Regions from separate parts of the Pan troglodytes genome. Here region 2 is linked to region 1. The links are chromatin contacts, called in public HiChIP or PLAC-seq maps. All regions are on one chromosome and are shown on one strand. The core of a region is the stretch at or near the end of the contact, and the rest is flanking DNA. Distances in the headings are between cores, read along the strand shown.

Evidence for each region. HiChIP or PLAC-seq counts read pairs in DNA pulled down with a chosen protein or histone mark.
Region 2: an H3K4me3 HiChIP or PLAC-seq map of stem cell-derived excitatory neurons shows a contact between it and region 1, with 2.6 times the contacts expected there. The contact joins the promoter of METTL25B here to the promoter of NTRK1 in region 1. A contact is called at or near these places in 2 of 7 Hi-C or Micro-C datasets (induced pluripotent stem cells and stem cell-derived neural progenitor cells) and 1 of 1 datasets of contacts at active chromatin or transcription factors (stem cell-derived excitatory neurons).

The regions. Positions count from the first base shown.
Region 1 is chr1:92,333,900-92,340,369 of NHGRI_mPanTro3-v2.0_pri, forward strand. NTRK1 (neurotrophic receptor tyrosine kinase 1) reads right to left here and starts at 5,080. Exons shown (of 17, transcript XM_003308515.6): 1 at 4,721-5,080; 2 at 1,444-1,518; 3 at 1,073-1,144. The coding sequence starts at 5,010.
Region 2 is chr1:92,468,998-92,475,539 of NHGRI_mPanTro3-v2.0_pri, forward strand. METTL25B (methyltransferase like 25B) reads right to left here and starts at 1,267. Exons shown (of 7, transcript XM_016929365.3): 1 at 1,136-1,267. The coding sequence starts at 1,246. It overlaps ISG20L2 (interferon stimulated exonuclease gene 20 like 2), which reads left to right and starts at 1,139. Exons shown (of 4, transcript XM_009434541.4): 1 at 1,139-1,935; 2 at 2,578-3,438; 3 at 5,989-6,189. The coding sequence starts at 2,695.

The DNA.
Region 1 (6,470 bases), core at 3,830-6,329:
AGCAGAGTTTAGAGGAGCCCGCATAACTCCATGAGTGTCAGCCCCACCATCCTTCCCATCTCTCTGCCTGCTCATGTTAGGGGACAGGGGAGCTGAACTCCTGCCCTCAGAAGGCCAGGGAGGGGCTGCCAGGGACTCTGATGGTCTCTCCTGCCCATCCCATGACCCTCTCTGTCCTACAGCAGGGGTCCCCAATTCCCAGGCCACAGATGGGTAATAGTGCCACTATTCTCCAGCCTGAGCAACAGCGGGAGACCCTGACTCTTAAAAACTAAATTAAAGAAAAAGAGAAGGACAGCAAGGAAGAGGGGCTATAAACAGGGCAAATATGTGGTCTCTTAGGAACCGGGCCACACAGCAGGAGGTGAGCAGCGGTGAGTGAGCATTACCGCCTGAGCTCCGCCTCCTGTCATATCAATGGCAGCATTAGATTCTGTGAACTACTGCGCACGTGAGGGATCTAGGTTGTGTGCTCCTTTTGAGAATCTAACTAATGCCTCATAATCTGAGGTGGAACAGTTTCATCCTGAAATCATCCTCTCCTCCCGCACCATCCGTGGTAAAATTGTCTTCCATGAAATCAGTCTCTGGTGCCAAAAAAGTTGGGGTCCACTGCTCTACAGGAGGGATAGTTATGACTCCCAGGAATGAGGAGGGTGACAAGTGGCAGACCTAACACCCCAGCTCCCAGGATGTCCTAGGGGCCAAGTCAATGAGTCCCTGGGAAATGGAGTCCCAGCCAGAACCCAGGAGTCCTGCTCCTGCCGCTTGCTCCCTTTGCACTGGTGTGTATCTGAGCCCTGGGAAGAAAGATAGGGCAGGCACCTATGAGAAGTGTCCTTGCAGCATGGACCATGGAAGTGAGATGGCAAGGAGGACCTCTAGCTGTCAGGGGCGAGAGCATGCCATCCCTGAGGGAGATGGGAGGAAGCCCCAGGAGAATGGTGAGGTGACTTCCCTGACCAGGCTTGGGCCCTCCTCGCAATCATTCCCCGGGGACAGCCAAGCCCATTAGCAGCCCAAGTCTGGGTGTCCTCCCCAACTCCCACTGCCCAGCACTGGCCACACTCACAGGCGACTGAGCCGAGGAGTGAAATGGAAGGCATCTGGCGCCACGAAACGGAGACCACTCTTCACGATGGTGCTGGGGAGGGGTGCAGGAGGATCAGTCCCCAGGTCTCAGCTACTCTGGGCCCCTGGCCCTCCCTGCCCATCCCAGCCTCCCAGTCCCCTGTGCTGAACCCCTACCCCTCCTCAGGCCCCTCATTGTTTCCTCAACTACTCTAGACCCCTCAAAGCCCTGAGCTTCCTGACTTCTCCCAGTCCCTCAGTGCTCAGCCTCTCAGGTCCTCCCAGGCCCTCGGATGCTTGAGCCCTCCCTGACCTTCTGGTCTCCCCCAGGCCCATGCTGAGCTCCACACCCACAGTCCCCATTTCCCTCACAGGTTTCTCAGCTCCCCCAGGCCCCTCAGATCACGGAGCTCCAGATGCTGCAGATGCTGCTGGTTCTCGATGTAGCTGTGGGGAGAGCGGATGGGAGTCACAGGGCTCAGGCCCACACTTGAGTTCCCATGCCCACCCACCTACTCCCTCACAATACACATGCACATGCCACATGCACACGCATATGCACCTGTTCAGACCTGCATACACACTTACACAGGCGTGCACACACAAATGCATACATGTGCACAGAGACGCACCTCAAGTCACACATGCACATGTGTGTGCATGAACACACAAGCGCACACACGTATGGATCCCCACACCCTCACACATATGCACATTCTCACATACCTCTTGCACACATGCACACACCCAGGTATGCACATGCGCACACACAGAGGCATAAGCATCTGCACAGATGACGCCATGCACCTGCACATGTGCCTGCAGGAACACGCTCACCCATGGACACACAGAAACAAAGCTCACATCCATCTCTCACGTGCACACACACAAGTCCATTCTCAGATTGGTGTTCTCCTTTTATATCAGGCATCCCCGGCACACACTCATCAGTGGGAGGTTGTACTGAAACACTTGCTACTACAAAAGGCCAAGGCTTATCCCTGCCACTGCCCCACCCAGCACAGATGAAGCCTGTGCTCATGCAAATGTGTGTTCCCAAACGTGCCCGCCCAAGGGCCACTGCCCGGTCTCACCTGTACTACACACACACACAGACATACACACACACACACACAAACATCTCTGCACCCCCATAGCCTCTGGCCCCTCTTCACACCCAAGCAGCAACCCCTACTCCACCAAAACCTCCCCTACCATCTTTTCAGCAGATTAAGCAAGAGTCTTACAGGCTATCAGTTAGGGACCCCAAGGAGGGACCCAGGAAAGAGGAGAGGAGCAATGAGAGGAGGCAGTCAGAGTGTCGAGGAGGGGAGAAGAGGCACAGACTGGCTGACTTACACAGCAAGAGAGAGAGGGAGAGAGACAGAAAGATGGAAAGGCTCAACGAGGAGGGTGGGGGCAGAAGGGCAGAAAAACAAAGAGAGAGTGAAACAGAGACACTGAAAGAGAAACTGACAGGAAGAGGTCAGAGAAATAGTGACAGGCAAGAAGGAAGACAGATAAGGGGAGGGAGACAGACAGATAAGGACAGAGAGCTACAGAAAGCGAGATAGACAAGAAAGAAAGAAGAATGAGTAGGCATTCGGGGCTAGGGGACAGCTGACGCCCTGGGGCCTGCCTAGCTGCTGGATCCGACATACCAGGGAGTTCCTGAGAACTCGGCTGCCCTGTAGTGACATGTTAGTGTGCCCCCCCCACCCCAACAATACACATGCCAGGGGCCCCTGACTCACTGCCGGTTCTCAGAACTCTCCCCTTCTACCCTCTAACTTTCCCTAACTTATAGGAACCAGGACCAGCCTAAGTGACCCCTCCCTTCCTCCTTTCCTCCCTTCCCAGCCTTGGCCCCACCAGGACAGCCAGGATCAGGTCCTAAGTTTCCCTGTGGACTTAGTAGAGGCCTATAAAGTAACCTCCACTGACTCCGAGGGAGGCCAAGTCCCTATTCTACCCACCCCCCAGCCCCTGCCCAGAGGGTTTCAAGCTGTAGGGACCCAGGGAGGGGGTGAGAATGCAGTGGGCTGGCAGGGTGTGTGGGAGCTGTCAGGCCAGCGTGCTCAAAGCTGCCTCAAAGCTGCCTCATTCGTTTGGATTCATAATCAATCTGTCTATTCGAGTCCATTATCTCCTCGTTAGCTCTGCGGGTGAGGGAGGAGGGAGGGGGCTGTGCAGGCAGTGGGGAGGGGGGTGTCAGGCTGCAGCCCCACCCAGGGGGACATCTCAGCTCACCACCCTACATGCTTCCTCGTCCCCAGTTCTGGCCTGTCCACTCCCCTACCACTCCCATCCCTACCCTGCTGGACCCACTTGGGGCTTGGAAAGAGTTGGGAAACACGAGCCCTGATGGGGAGCACTCAGGAGTCTGGACCCCAATCTGAAGGCCCAGGGTGATGAGAGAACTGGACTAGGACTGGCAACCTGTCTCTCATGCCCCCTCCCATCATGCAGAGACCTAGGCCTAGACCAAGACAAGGCCATCTCCTCTACTCCTGGTCTCCCTAGAGCTATTAGAGAGAGAGATTGAGTGCCTTCCCGTTAATTACCATGAGATACCCAAGGAACTCAGTGCCAATTACTGCAAGCTGCTCAAGTAACTTCCAGACAGTGATGATCCTCACCTCGGATACCTTCCAGCCCATCACAGCACAAGGCCAAGGTTCCTTGTCCACCCTCGAAACCCCAGGCCACAGGAGGAGGATTTTCTAGCAGTTCCTCCCCTCTTCTAGATGTCTTGCTGGCCATGATAGCCATATGTAATATTCAAGTATTTTCCAGCCATCACCATATGATGCCTGAGTACCTCCAGGCCAGTCATTACCGCATACTCCCATAGGTTTCACCAGCTGCTAAAAAGTACTTGAGTATTTTGTAACCAATTCCTGCAGAATGTCAGAGTCCTGCAGAATGCTGAAGATTCCCCCCAGCTTCATGTACCAAAGGGAGGAGGGTCTCTCAGCAAGGGCCCTGACTCCCCGCCCCAGGTAGAGAGACAAGGTTGGAGAGGGAGATGGGAGTGGGGAGAGAAAATCCAGGAGGGGGTTCCATTTCCCAGATCCAAATCAACGGGTTCTGGGGGAAGGAATGGTAAAAATGGAAAGAGGAGAGCTCAACCACTCAGCTCCTCACCGCCTCCCACCAATGCCAGCCAGCTCAATCCCCAATTCCAGAAGAAAAGCTAGGGTTGCCTCCTCATAACAAGAAAGTGGGCGGGGGCTGGCTTGCCCCTAGAAAAGGAAAAAGGCAGTAAGGGTGACAAACTGGGGACTTCTCTGCTGGTAACCATCCTTCTCTGTGGGACAGAGCAGGGGCTTCTGGCTGAGCTCCAGAAAGCGCCTTCTAGACGGCTAGGCTCTCTCAGACCTGGTCCACGGAGATTCCCCCTTCGATCTCCCTGAAGCCGGCGGCCCATATGCCCTGAACACTAGGGGACATCCAGGCACTGACCATAAAGCTTGCTAGGGCAGCGGCGGCTGCGGAGGAACGCCCGGGCAGCGCCGAAGGCTGCGTGGTGCCAGCCTTCCGCCGTGCTCGCCCTGCCTGACCAGCAAACAAGCAGCGAGTCCGCGCCCTCGGGGCACTGCAATGCCTGCCTGTCCCCGCGCCCCCCCACCGCCCGCCGGACACTCACAGCTCAGTCAGGTTCTCTGCGCCGGGCAGGTGGTGGAGGCTATCCAGGGCCCCATCCCGGGTGCATCGCAGTCCCGAGGAGCCGTGGGGGCAGCAGGCATCGGGGCAGGGTGCGGCGCCCGCAGATGCCAGTATCAGCCAAGCCAGCAGGCTGCCCGGCCCCGCAGCCCAGCTGTGCCAGCCAAGCTGCCCGCGCCGTCCGCCTCGCAGCATCGCGGCGGCGCCCGCCTCGCTCAGGCGGGGCAGCCGTCTGTGCGCTCCCAGCTGCAGCTGCCAGGCCTCCCGCGACATGTGCGCTGGGCGGTGTTAAAGACCCAGCCGCCAGGAAAGGGCGGAGCCAGCGGCCCCCGCCCGGCCCCGCCTTGCCCCTCTTCTCCACCCCCTTGCCTACTCTCTGACGCCCCCCGCTCTGCCCCTTCCCCTGTTAGGGGCCCCCAGCGTCAGCCTTCTCCCCGAGGATCCCCCCCAGCTCCGGCAGACGCTGAGGGGCCGCAGCAGAACGCCTCGGAGGTGTCTGCTGAGGCCGGAGGTGGGAAGCTGATACGTTATTTCTCTCAGCTTAAAGCAGCTGCATTTTTACATTTGGGGAGGAGGGAAGATGACTGCGTTGAGGAAAGGTTGCTGTCCAGGTCATCCTAGCCAGCCCCAGGCTCAGCGCTCCATCCTCGCGGCGCGCGTGCCTAGGGGAGTGAGCATGTCACTTGGAGTAAGTTAGGTAGAACATTCTCCGAACTCTAGGAAGAAAACGAAAAGGACTACCAAAGGATCAATCGCAGAACCTGGGGAGGAAGACACAGACGGGGCAGAGAAAGGGAAGGGGTCGCCTAATCCGGCCGAAGGGAGTCCGGAGAGCCAAGACCGCGCCTCCAAGAGAAGCCACAGGGTGGCGCGAGAAGCCCGCGCGCAAAGGCGCGAGCTCCCCGCCCGCGCTGGGTGCCTGGGGGTGCGATCTGCAGCCCCCAGTGAGCAACGCCTCAGGTCTCAGCTTCAGTCCCTGACCCCGGCCAGCCAGCGCCGGCCCCGAGGCAGGATAGGGCAAGGCAGGGCAGGGCTGACATCGATCGCCTCCCTGACAAGAGCATCGATTTATTCGTGAAGAAATTAATAGATCTTCTCTTAGCTCCTCGGACGCGGGAGCCGCCCGCGGGTGGAGCTGAGGACCGCGCACCTTGGAGGCCGAGCACCTGGAAAACCCCGGGATCCCCAGCACCCAGGGCAGCAGAAGGCTGGTCCCAACCCCTCCCACCGCGCAAGCCTCCGTGGCTGCACTAACCCATCCGTCTCAAGCTGGGGAGAGCGAAGGGAAGAGGGGTCTCTCTTGGCGGGGAGACAGGCAAGGCCCCAGGGAGCGGGGGAAGGACGACCTCCTAGAGGCTCACGGTTCTCCTCTCCGCCAAGGCCCCAGCACGGATGGCCCCCCAAGTCCCCGAGACAGGGACACACAGACCGACCGAGCAGCCTGAGCTCAAGAAGGTGACCAGACGGAGGCAGAGCCCCACACAGTGATCGCCTTCTTCCTCGGGATCTTGGTCAGAACCAAGGGACTAGGCGGTGACGGAGCCTGGCGCTAAGGGGTCTCCAAAGAGGACAAGGAGGCCTCATAGGAGGCTGAGAGGGGCTCCCAGAGGCCAAGGGCTGTCCACGTTCTCCCGGGTCGAGGCTGCCAGAAGTTACTCCGCAGGTGTCAAGGCACCGGGAAGCAGAATCTAGACACAGCGCTCCCCAGAAGCCCGGGCGCGCTGGCTGCCCCT
Region 2 (6,542 bases), core at 17-2,516, 130 kb after region 1:
AAGGTCCAGATGCCTGCCATATTGGCAGAACAGAAATCAGGCCAGCAGAGGTATAGCACAGTGAAATGTGTGAGAGAATAAAATGGGATAGAGTTGAAGAGACAGTAGGAGCCAGAATATGGGTTTTATAGGTAATAGTAAGGAGTTAGGATTTCATAAAAGTATCTAGGAAGCAAGGGATTGTCGTGATCAGATTTACATTTGAATGCTATCAATCTAGCTGCTCAGTGAAGAATTGGTTATGGCAGGGCAGAGGTAAGCACACAGCAAGATCGGTTAGGAAGTAGTTCAGAAGAGAGGTGATGGTGGCTTGGCCTAGGGTGGCAGCAACGGAGGTGAGGACAAATGGATGAATTTGGGATCTATTCCGAAGGCAGAGCCAAGAGGACTTGTTGAAGGACTGGATTGTGGATCAATGAAGGACAGCACTGAATCAATGATGGCCTCTGGGTTTGTGGTCTAAACAATTCAGTGGATGGTGGTGCCATTTACACATTCTCTCATTTATTCTTCACAATAATCCTTCAGACTGGGATCCATTGTATAGCTGAGGAAACCCGGGCTAGGACAAGTTGGGGGTTAGGGAGGCCTAAGGTTAACATCATAGGGGAGGCAGGATTCTAGACTAAGCCTTTTTGATTCCAGAGCCAGGACTGTCTACTATACCACAAAACCACGAATTTATTCAAAGCTTGGATGAATAACGTGTGTTCTTGGAACACCTGACATGCTCCAAGAAGAGTTCAACATAGTTGCAGCATGGTTCCAATGTCCACGCATTTTATTACCTTGGATCTGGGAAGATTACAAAAACAATCTAGGTAGGTACTAGAAACATTATTTATGCAGTGAGCCGAGATCGTGCCACTGCACTCCAGCCTGGGGGACAGAGCGAGACTCCGTCTCAAAAAAAAAAAAAAAAAGAAAAAGAAAAAGAAAAAAAAATAAATATTATTTATGTCAGCTGAAAAAAAAGGAGGGATCACTCCAGTTTTAACCCCTTCTTGTACAGAAAAAGACTGAAACTCATAGAAGGAAAGAGATCAGAGGCTAATTCTCCAGATTCTCTCCCTGACGTGGGTACCTAGCCAACCACACGACCAGAGACATCCCACCCACGCCCCTGTGGCCTCACGATGATGTAGGCATCCAAGATGGAACGGTAGAGTGCCAGGACACGGGTGAGGTTAACAGCTAGCTGCTTCCTCCCCTCATGAGAGAGGCCTCGGGCGGAGATGCCCGGCATCCCGGGGTCCAGCAGGGAGCGCGGGGAGCGAGAACGCAGTAAACAGGGATCCAGGGTCAGTACTACGCGGGTCCAGGACCCGGACGGGGCTCAACTCTGCAGGCAGAACAGGAAGAGTTTTGGGTCCAGTCTCCGACGCTGCCTTTCGGGATCCGATGCTGGAGTGGAAGATTTGAGGCGCCCCCCAGACGTCACAGGTCGCGACGTTTCACAGTGAGAAGGTGTCAGCGTCAGAGACACGTAGGGCGGGGTAACAGTGCAGTGACGCCACAAAAGCGTGCGGCTGAGCTCAGCTCACAACGAGGCGGGCCAAGTTCCAGTTCCCGCCCCTTGCCGTACACGCCTCTCCTCTTACGGAAGTGAAGCCGGAGGTGTCCGGCGGGCTGCAGTTCCGGTTTATCGCGGCCTTCCCACACCTTCGCGTTGTACCACCACGGGGCTAGAGGGGCCGGGGAGCGCATCCCGCCCCCGCCCCCACCCACGCCGCCCCCTCCTCCGCCGCCACTGCCGCTCCTCACACACTCGGATTCACTGGCCTCACTACCTGAGGTCGGGGCGGTGCGGGTGTGCGCGCGCCGACCTCTGGCGCGTTCTAACCCGCGCGCCTGCCTTCCCGGGCTTCGTCGGCGCGCACCGATTTCCGCATCCGGCTCCGGGCGCTTCCGGTCTTAGCTGGACCCGTCTAGGAGGTAGGTTTGTGAGCGTGAGAGATCGATCTGTACCGCGGGGATCCGAAGTATGCTTATCCAGGTGGGCTGCCTCAAGCCTCGATCCCACCCCCGCGCTGGTAGATGGTGTCAAGGTCCTTGCGTGGGAGAAGGACTTGGGTGAGATGCATGTGGAGATTGCCCCCAATTCCGGCCTGGAGCCAAGGGAAAGGGATGCCTGGATTTGTGTCTCTATTGGTGGTCCACGCTGCGGATGCCTGGGTAGCCCAGAGGTTATCTACGCCATACTTCTCACTGTTTTTGAGCATACCTAGATGTTCCTTTCCTAGGCGGAGTATAGATCGCACGTGTTCTAGCCTCTTAGACTCAGAGGGTTCGAGCTCTATAAGCCCCTCCACTCTCTTCATTTTACAAATGAGACTCAAACCTAGAGCGCGGTAATGACCTTACTAAGACCAAACGGCTGAATTGGGCTTCACTAGAATCCAGGCTTGCTGGCTAACACCAATGCTCCCTCCATCATTTCATGTTATGTTTTCATTTCCCCTCTGTCTGAGAGATTGCTCTGATGTCTTTCCTTCCATAAGTCCTACGGAGATCGAGCTTACCTCATTTTTCTCCCAGGCCTAGGAGCTCAATTACCAGGATCACTTTCTTCCCCAGGGTGTACTACAGACCTCCACATGTTGGACAGTAGGATTCAGCAGAGAATGAGTCCCACATCCTCTTTTCATCCATAAGCCACTCTTCCCAACTACTCTTCCGCCTTCCATTGTCCCTATGTCTACTTTACTGCTCAATCTGGATTTTGGGGAACCTCCTCCCAAAAAGGCATTAGAAGGAAATGCCAAGCACCGAAATTTTGTCAAGAAGCGGAGGCTCTTAGAACGGAGAGGCTTTCTGAGTAAAAAGAACCAACCCCCTAGCAAGGCGCCTAAGTTGCACTCTGAACCTTCAAAGAAAGGGGAAACTCCTACGGTCGATGGCACTTGGAAGACCCCTTCCTTCCCAAAAAAGAAGACAGCTGCTTCCAGCAATGGGTCAGGACAGCCCCTGGACAAGAAAGCTGCAGTGTCTTGGTTGACCCCTGCCCCTTCAAAAAAGGCTGATTCTGTTGCTGCTAAAGTAGATTTGCTGGGGGAGTTCCAGAGTGCCCTTCCAAAGATCAATAGCCACCCAACCCGCTCTCAGAAGAGCTCCCAGAAGAAATCCTCTAAAAAGAACCATCCTCAGAAGAATGCCCCACAGAACTCCACCCAAGCTCATTCAGAGAATAAATGCTCCGGAGCATCCCAGAAGTTGCCACGGAAGATGGTGGCAATTGACTGTGAGATGGTGGGCACAGGACCAAAGGGGCATGTTAGTTCCTTGGCTCGATGTAGCATTGTCAACTACAACGGAGATGTGCTTTATGACGAGTACATTCTTCCCCCCTGCCACATTGTGGACTACCGAACCAGGTGGAGTGGTATCCGGAAGCAGCACATGGTGAATGCCACACCCTTCAAGATTGCTCGAGGCCAGGTAAGAAGCATGGGGCTTGATGGTGGCAGGGAGGTGGATGGAGAGAGGTCTAAATCATTTTTCAGCAAAGGATATCACTATGGGAAGACACCAACGTTTGTGGAGGGAGGGAGGAGAATCTATCAGTTGTTGAAGAAGGCCCCCTGTCGGTGGAAGGAGCAGTGAAAGTCAGGAAGGTACAATTAGCTGGTGTCACAAACTTCATTGGTCAAGATCTATTTTAGCCGGGCGCAGTGGCACTTGCCTATAATCCCAGCACTTTGGGAGGCTGAGGCGGGAGAATCGCTCAAGCCCAGGAACTCAAGCCCTGTCTGGGCAACATAGCGGAACTCATCTACAAAAAAGTTAGCCAAGTGTGGTACATGCCTGTAGTCCCAGCTACTCAGGAGGTCGAGGCTGCAGTGAGCTGAGATCACACCACTGCCACTGCACTCCAGCCTGAGCGACAGAGTGAGACCCTGTCTCAAAAAAAACAAACAAGAAAACTATTTTAGGTTCTAAATTGGGTCTGGGGAACTGGGAATCTGCATAGAAAAATAACAGCAAGTGATGAAACTAGACAGAGCTGCAGACATCAGTGTCAGGAGAAAGGGCTTGATTTGGAAAAACCTTGCGAGTTGGAGCCTAAGCTTGAGAGAGGAAAGGTGGAGAGCTCTTCCCAAGCAAAAAGTAGCCTGGGGCAAGTGCGGAAAGTGGTGGTGGTAAGAGAGGGCAGAAAGTTGACAGGAGGAGCTGGGGTATATATTGTCCAACTGGAACAGGTAACCAGTGAACGGCATAAACGGCACAGGGCCGGCACTTCGGGTTGTCATCTCACTCCTAGCCCTGTGCTGGCTATGGAGTGCAAGGCATGAACAGAAAGGAGAATGAGCTGGGAGGGGTGAAAGAGGAAGTGAAGGGAGAGCAAGAGACCTGCTGGTCTCAGGAGGCCGCCAGAGGGCGCCCTTGGTCCACGTCTTTGCAGTTTCAGGTCCACACTCTGCCCTCTCTGGACACGCTGTTCCCATAATGCCTTATATGCGCTCAGTTGGAGGAGGTTCGTTAGAGGTGAGGTGACTGACTATTTTAGAAAAGACGGAAAGAAGAGTTAAACATCTTGTGCACAAAGGGGCACAGCCAAGCAAAGGCATAGGAGAGGCAGAAGATGGGACGGGTCTGAGACAGCAAATCTGCCCAGCTTTGATGAGGGCTATATGTCGAGGTTAATAAGAAGTGAAGGTGGTGGTGGGCAGTAAGTAGGTGAAGTTAGGAGTAACGAAATATCTAGTTCACGGGACTACGTCATCATAAAGCACTTCCCCAGTGCCAAGCTGGGGTTATGAGACTAAGGTATGTCCAGATGAGCCTAGCCCCTTCAGAGGCGGTCCCTTTGGGAGGCTATGCAGGACTGTCACTTTTGTTGAAAACCTGTTTGGAACCTCATTTGGGAATGGCCTTCAGAGCCTGTGGCATGTTCTTCGGTTGTCCTCATTGGTAGCATGTCCTCCTACTTCAAGAGCCTGAAATGGCTAGGTGTGGTGACATGTGTCTGTAATCCCAGCTACTCAGGAGTTTGAGGTGAGAGCATTGCTTGAGCCCAGGAGTTTGAGGCCAGCCAACCTGGGAAAAATAGCAAGACCTCATCTCTTTTAAAAAAAAAGTGACCTGAAGGCCAGGTGTGGTGGCTCACACCTGTAATCCCAGCACTTTGGGAGGCTGAAGCGGGCAGATCACAAGATCAGGAGTTCAAGACCAGCCTGGCCCATATGGTGAAACTCCGTCTCTACTAAAAATACAAAACTTAGCCAGGCATGGTGGCAGGTGCCAGTAGTCCCAGCTACTTGGGAGGCTGAGGCAGGAGAAACGCTTGAACCCGGGAGGCGGAGGTTGTAGTGAGCCAAGATCGCGCCAGTACGCTCCGGCCTGGGCAACAAAGCAAGACTCCATCTCAAAAAAAAAAAACAGTTTCCTGAAATATTGAGAAGTTATTTTTATTTTACTTGGTTCCAAAACTAGTGTGAATAAGGTTGCTTCTGCAACTTTAGTTTATATGTGATTCTTAATTTTTTACGGTTTGTAGACTCTGAGAATTTGATGAAAGCCACAGATTCTCTTCCTCTAGTACCCATACACATCTAATTGCATGTAATTTTGGGCTTTTGTTAGCCTCCCTGGAGCCCGGGTCCCAGCCATGTGTCTAAGGCCAGCATAATGGTAATAGTTAAAGGACTTCATGTAGCAAGCCAGAACTGAACTAAATACATGGACATCTCAAACATGAGTGTCATTTAGGACTGAAGGCAAATTAATGTCATGGGGTGGAGATCAATAAGAAGGTAAGGAGCCACTGGCAGTATGAGTCCAAACAGGGTACACCATGGAAATCACCTGTGGAAGAGGAAGGTGGATTCCAGAAGAAGGAAAACTTGTGGGAGTGAGCATTTCAAGGATGGAGAGGTAGGCAGTTGGTGAAAGAATCCAGAAGGGATTGATGGTCATGTTGGGCTTTCAGAATGCAGGGGTTCCACTTCAGTCTTCCTTCTCACCACTCTCTTCCCACACTTCTTCCAGATCTTGAAGATACTCACAGGGAAGATAGTGGTGGGGCATGCCATCCACAACGACTTCAAAGCCCTTCAGTACTTTCACCCCAAGTCCCTCACCCGTGACACCTCCCATATCCCCCCCCTCAACCGGAAGGCTGACTGCCCGGAGAATGCCACCATGTCTCTGAAGCATCTCACCAAGAAGCTGCTAAACCGGGATATCCAGGTAGCATCTCCCCACATCCCCCACCCCCATCTTGGACATGGCTCTCGTTGATGCCCCTAGCCAGACTCTGATCTCAGAAGTCCTGTGGTTGTAGAGATCCAGGTGGGCTGCTGTGATGGGAAGAGCTCCATCTGTACACAGGATAATAATTCCTGTTGTCTACCTCATAGAATGTTTCACAGTGTGCTTTGGAAAAGGGAAAAAGTCCTAAGTAGATATAAAACCCTAACTAAGGAAGAAAGCAGGTAGCGGTGGTGGTCCAAGAGACCGTGTAGTGGATGCAAGGACCGCTCGTATTTTACACGCTATATTTCAGCAAAGGGTGGCCCATCTGGCAGGAAGATGGGGACATA